Linked DNA regions of Rattus norvegicus: region 2 is linked to region 1. Evidence: chromatin contacts called from public Hi-C data. All regions are on one chromosome and are shown on one strand. Each heading gives the region's core, a stretch centred on a gene start, on an enhancer-like site or on the middle of the called end of the contact. The rest is flanking DNA. Distances are from core to core; before and after follow the strand shown. Region 1 has its middle 190 kb from the start of Vps13c. Region 2 has its middle 410 kb from the start of Vps13c.

Region 1 (2,967 bases), core at 318-2,817:
TGCACATTCATTCAGACTCATGTTTCTTTCCCAAAGGTGTCTTCGTGTGACCCCCTTTGCTCAGTGCCTGCACCATATCCTTTGCTTTTAAGTATTTGCTTTAAATTGATCTTTCAGATCAGGAATTTTACTTGTTATGACAATTTGCCTTATTTGGCCGGCATCATTGCGTGTGGGGTACTTTATAAATGAACGGGTTATTCCTGTCAGCATGTCCCACACATGGACGGAAGGCAATAGAGCAGTGTGGAGAGACTACAGCCCTTCTTGACCACCATACCCCAATGAATCCCCACTCAGCCAATCTGTGCCTATTCAGCCTTAATAGTAAAGATAAAATAATAATAATAATAATAATAATAATAATACCTGATTTGTCCTTAGAGGTAAATGATACTATGTGTACAGTATTGGGGGGGGGTAATGAACCAAGTAGAGGGTAGCTAGTAACTAAGTTATAGTAACTAAGTGCTAGTACTCTTTGTGTTTGTAAATATTTGACCCAGCATTCATGTTAAAGAGCTACGTTTAAATATTGTAATTACAGTTACTATGTTGTATTGGTATCCAAAAGGCCAAATAAACTACTTGCAACAGGCATGTTAAAAACAAATGATAAGAACCCTCACATGCTGCTTCAAACGATTCCACCCGCTCCCGTGTATGTGTGTGTATTTGTTTGTGTGTGTGCCCATGTGTGGTGCATGTAGAGACCAGAGATCAATGTTGGTGTCTTCCTTTAGTCTCTGGTCCCTCCTTTTAGAGACAGGGCCTCTTAGTGAACCCAGAGCTCACAGGTTGAGCTACACTGACTGACCAGATGGGTTTAGAGCGCCTTCTGCCAGAGCTGGGATTACAGGTGAGCAACGGATGTGCCTGGCCTTTTAATGGGTGCTGAGTCCAAACTCAGATCCTTACCAATCTCTTTGATTCCGATAATTCTGTTTTAACCGGCACCTTCTACATGCAAGTGTAGGCCCCTTCCTGATCACACACATCTTCTTGAGGGATTTCTGGAATCCACTGTATGTATTACAGAATGGATTTTTAAAAAGGAACTAATAAAAAAAGGATTTTATATTTTGAAGGGACCAAGCATTTTGCAAATGAAACGAGACACTTAAAAAAAGACACTATTTGTTTTGGGTTTTAGACATCCTTTTGGGGAAGTTCTGCCTGACTTTGCTGCCCAGCCTCGGAAATTCCAGGATCTAGGAGAACCACGTGTGGAACACATCAAGGGAGAAAGACTTCCCAAAGCATCAAACTATATTGTTTTTCTTGGAGGTTGGAACGAGCTGCTGCTCGGAAAATTTTCCAAGGTTTCTGCAACTTGTTACACATCCAAGGTCATTTCCTGGCCCGGACTGTCCAAGGCCCCCGCAGCCTGCGCCACCAGCCAACGTGGAAGCAGCCTTGTGCAGGGGCCCTGCAGTCCGGGGTTGGGGGGTGGGGATGGCGGGGGCGCAGGGAGGGGAAGAAACCTGGAAGGAAACCCCACAGGGCCTGAGTTGTTTTGGTGCTTTTCTTTGTCCACTCCGAACTGTCTTTCCCTGATACTCCACTAGAGGGCACACGCCACCAACTGTGCGTGCTCTCTGAAGAAGATCTGATACCCAGACCTACAGGACAGGTCCTGGCATCTCAGGGGGATTTGGGTGGCATCCTGGGGTGCAGGCTTCCTCGGAAGTAGCTCTCAAGATTTCCTGGAAAGAATCAGGACTGTGGCATCCCTACTTTGCCGGGATCTGAGGTCAGGACATTGGCGTTTTTAATTTATTTGTAAATGTAGGGTACAAAGTAACATACAGTTTGCATTGTCTCTTCCATCTCTGGTCCCCACCCTCCCTCAGCTCCACTCCTGCTTATACTAGTCCTCCCCTACTAGTCCTCCATCCACTTCCGGCCTTTAGAACCGGCCTTCCTGCTACAGTCTCATTTCCTTTTGAAATGGTGCTTTGGGGATGAATTATGATGAACACTGGGATTTGGGGACATTTCCTGAAGGGGAAGTATCCACCCTGCCCAGAACATACATCTTTATGGTCGAAATAGTGGGTTTATTTGAAGGTAGAGCTTTAGTAAGCTCAGAGCTGATGATGCCTAAGTCCCTGTTGAATTGTAACTGGCTGGCCATTGGCTGGGATAGTCACACTGTACCAGGCTCTCCTACTCCAACCTGAAGGTGGTTGTGAGGTGTCCTGCTCCCCCTAACTCAGGCGTGCCCCTTCTGCTTTCTCCTGCTCTGGTTTTCAGGGCCCTGACTTTGAACGACTGCCGGACGTGAATCATGTCTGACACTGAAACATTTGACAGGCACCATGGGGTGTCCTGTCCCATTCCCGCTGACTCTAAAGACCCCACTGTGCTCCTGCACATGTTAGACCCTTTGCTTCTGCTGCCTTTGAAGCACAGGCAGGGATCATGACTCCTGGCTCTCCCACTTCACAGAGAGGATGATGAGACCCAGAGCGAGGGTGTGCTGAAGTTTAAGACTTGATCTCAGGTCACCTGATCAAGAGGCACGGCTCATGACTGTTTCCTACAGTCCTTTACTGAAGTAGGAACTTGGGTTTGACTTTAGAGAAAACCTGACCCTATGACCTTCAAGCTCCAGCATGGGGCTCTCAGGAAACCTCGCCCCTCCTTCCTAATGCTCTTCATAAAATGGAACACGGCTTGTTTGGGTGGGTTGGAGTGCCCTTCGAGGAGGCATGTGCTGGGCATACTCGAGGACGGCTTCTAATCACACAGTTTTACAAAACAAAAGCACCCAGAAATCCAGGATGTTCGTGTCCCATGTATAAATCTGGGGCATTCCAAGTCCAATTGACACCTAGACAGCCTTTGAGGAGGTGCCCATGTCTCTTAGGGACTTTAACTGTCTGGTTGGATGTCTCATTGTCTCCCCTCTTTAGCTCTGTACCGAGCATGCTGTCCTTTCATTAGCCACACGATGGCACAGCA
Region 2 (2,967 bases), core at 172-2,671, 220 kb after region 1:
AGATAGTGGGTTACTCTGGTGATCTACATGGGCGTGATTAGGGCTGAGGAATTATGTGCTTTACTGCAGGGCAGAGCACTATGTCTGGAGTATGGTAGGCACCCTGCCAAAGATAAGCATTAGATACTGGTATAAAGGGATGTTCCTCCAGGAGGATAGTTCCCACGAGCGATTGGTATCAGATAAAACCCACACAGTGCTTGAAACTGCCTCATCTGGGTGCCATGCCACTGTGGTTCCAGGATTTGCAGTCTGGTCAGGTTCCATAGGTTGCATAGTTGACTTTCTGTCTACAAAGCACATCGTGTCTGCGTATAATCATTTGCTCTGTTTGGACAGAGGTTTTTTTGTTTGTTTGTTCTGCTTTTTGTTTCTGTTTGTTTTTGTTCTAGCCCACACGTGGATCTTTCATGCACAGGAAAAGCTCAATCGCCTGTCCATGGAGGTCACTGGCACCTCAGGTAGGTGGCCTTGCTCCCTGCACAGGGTGGGCTAACTTTCACCCTTTCTGATCTTCCTCTTCTGCCTCTCGTTGTCCACCCATAAATAACCAGCACCACAATCTCTGTGTGGGGCACATGCCCAAAAGCCTCACACTGGAGCCTGTTAATTTGTACAGTTGGATTTCAAAATTCCTGGACTGGCATGATGGCTCAGCAGGCAAACACACACACGCACGCACACACGGACACGCAACGCACCCCCCACATGCACAATGTAAATAAATGGCATTTGAAGTGGTTCTGCTTCACTCACTATCTCCCAGCTGCTCCATGGGCTCTTTCTTTCTCAGTCTCTCTCCTTCTTTCTCTTTTGACTGTTAGCATACGTAAGAGTTTTAAGTCAGCCTCAGTCCGTGACTTTAGCTTCAGCCCTTTGGTGGCTAGAAGAAAAAGGAAGGTGATGTTGGGTGCATTGAACTGTGAGCGCCTGAGGAATGTCTCTGGTCCATCTGTAGGTGAGTAGAGTCTGGTAAAGTCTCCTCAGCACACCTGGAAGTCCCAGTTAGTTTTAATGGGCACCACAGTTTTCCAAAACTGTATGAATCTGGTCAGGGACAGCCTCCCACTCCAAGCCCAAACCTTTCATGGCAGAATCCTCTCCCTTCTAAAATTAACTGAGAAAAGTTGAGGCTGAGGTTGTAGCTCAGTCGATGGAATGCTTACCCCTTAAGCACAAGGTTTGATTCCCAGCAGGGCTTAGAGGATAGTGGTGGAATGTGCCTTTAGAACCTTATGGATTCACAGCATTATGGAGATGAAAATGGGTCATAAGTTCAAGGTCATTCTAGCTACATAAAGAGTTGGAGGCTAGCCTGGGCTACCAAAAAAAAAGTGGGGTATGTTGTGAGCAGCCCTATTTAGTTAGCTCTGCTCCGCATCGTTTCCCTGGCCCTTGGTTATTTTTACTCTCACCAAGCGCCTTCCCATTCTTCAGGTGCCGGGCGAGGTGGCGTTCATTTGGCTTTGCTTCTGACACAAGATAAACGAGCTTGGGGCCCTCGGCGATTCACTCTAGCTGCCAGGGGGTTCCAAAATAGCAAACTATTTTTCATAACAGCAACGTGATCTGAAGGGAGATGCGGCAGGTGCAGTCAGGTTTCCGACCGCCGTCTGGGCCCCATGGTGCAGGAGAGAATTCATTAGGTGTGCGCTGATGTCCAGGAGAAAGAAGAGCGGGGCTTCACAGTGACCATTCCCTTTGGCTGGTTCAAGGTCTTAGTTCCTCAAGGTGGATCTTGTCCTTGGACAAAGTGGGAGGGTGGGCCAGCCCCAACCTGGCCATCCCACATCCCGACCTTTTTACATTTTTCCTTGTAGAAAGATAAGGTTATGAACACGAATAACTACTGTCTTCCTTTTTTCTTTTTGCACATCACCTTGTGTGTTTAACAAAAGATCAAGATTCCTTAAACGTTTCACGTTTTTGACATTTTAGTTCATTAAATGTGTGGTCATTTCACAAGGTTTAAAAGATAAATGTCGCTTTGACTCTCTCTGCTTCCAAAGTTGAGGAAGGGGAAGAAAGACCACACTGACATGGTCTCTTTGAGTTTGTCTTGTTCTTTTGACTCATTAGAAAATTAAAAGTTTAAAAAAATCAGCTTTCACCACACTCTCTTCACTATTAAAAAGTTGGTCCGTGGCCCTACAGCTAATAATCTCCCTTTATCCCCCATCATGAATTATGTATATGTTTTTAGGATGGAAAGTCTAATAAAGCAAAGAGGATTTTAATTTATATTTGCATAAATATGAGTTTGCTTTTGATGTTTTAGCCCACAAAGCGCCTAGGCCTTCCTAGTCAGGATTGAACACAAGTAACATTGAAGGGCACGTGAGATTCATAATAATGGGGGCTTTTCAGAATTGGGATGGGGGAGAGGTAGAAACCTTTGTAAAACAATGTCCATAATCAAGTCAGAATATTAGGGTCAGTGTTTGTGAAAAAGCTGCCTTGGTGAATTGTCATTGAGTGTGGAAGACCCCAGGAACTGACTTCTGATATGCCTTAATTTAAACATTTCTTAGGGGACCCAGCAGTGGGTGGTATACACATAAGGGAATGATATAGCTTCTTTTGAGGGCCTGGGTCATAATGCAGTGTTATGCACTACAAACTGTCCTGTGAGCTTTATCTTACTTTTAGTTATTATTGTATTACTTGATGTGTATGGGTGTTTTATACACACACACACACACACACACACACACACACACACACACCACAAACACCACATACACACACAGACACACACACATACCACACACACACAGAGACACACACACACACCACACATACCACATGCACACACACACACACACTCTCTCTCACATGCACACACACACACACACACACACACACACACACACACACACACACACACATCTGTGTTGCCTGTGGCCCATGGAAGCCAGAAGCCGGTGTTAGATCCCCAGAACTGGAGTTATAGAATCCTGTGAGCAG

What was found. A called contact is a pair of places that touch in the nucleus more often than the background predicts.
Region 2: a contact with region 1 is called in a Hi-C map of psoas muscle, with 2.7 times the contacts expected there. The contact joins two enhancer-like sites. A contact is called at or near these places in 2 of 12 Hi-C or Micro-C datasets (mammary epithelial cells and psoas muscle).

What each region holds. Positions count from the first base shown.
Region 1 is chr8:77,549,869-77,552,835 of GRCr8, forward strand. No RefSeq gene overlaps it. Among named protein-coding and RNA genes, the nearest start is that of Vps13c, 190 kb to the left of the region's middle. Within about 2 kb of position 1,568, at least 9 of the 93 cell types and tissues checked have an H3K27ac peak or open chromatin away from gene starts, as enhancers often do.
Region 2 is chr8:77,769,025-77,771,991 of GRCr8, forward strand. No RefSeq gene overlaps it. Among named protein-coding and RNA genes, the nearest start is that of Vps13c, 410 kb to the left of the region's middle. Within about 2 kb of position 1,422, at least 2 of the 93 cell types and tissues checked have an H3K27ac peak or open chromatin away from gene starts, as enhancers often do.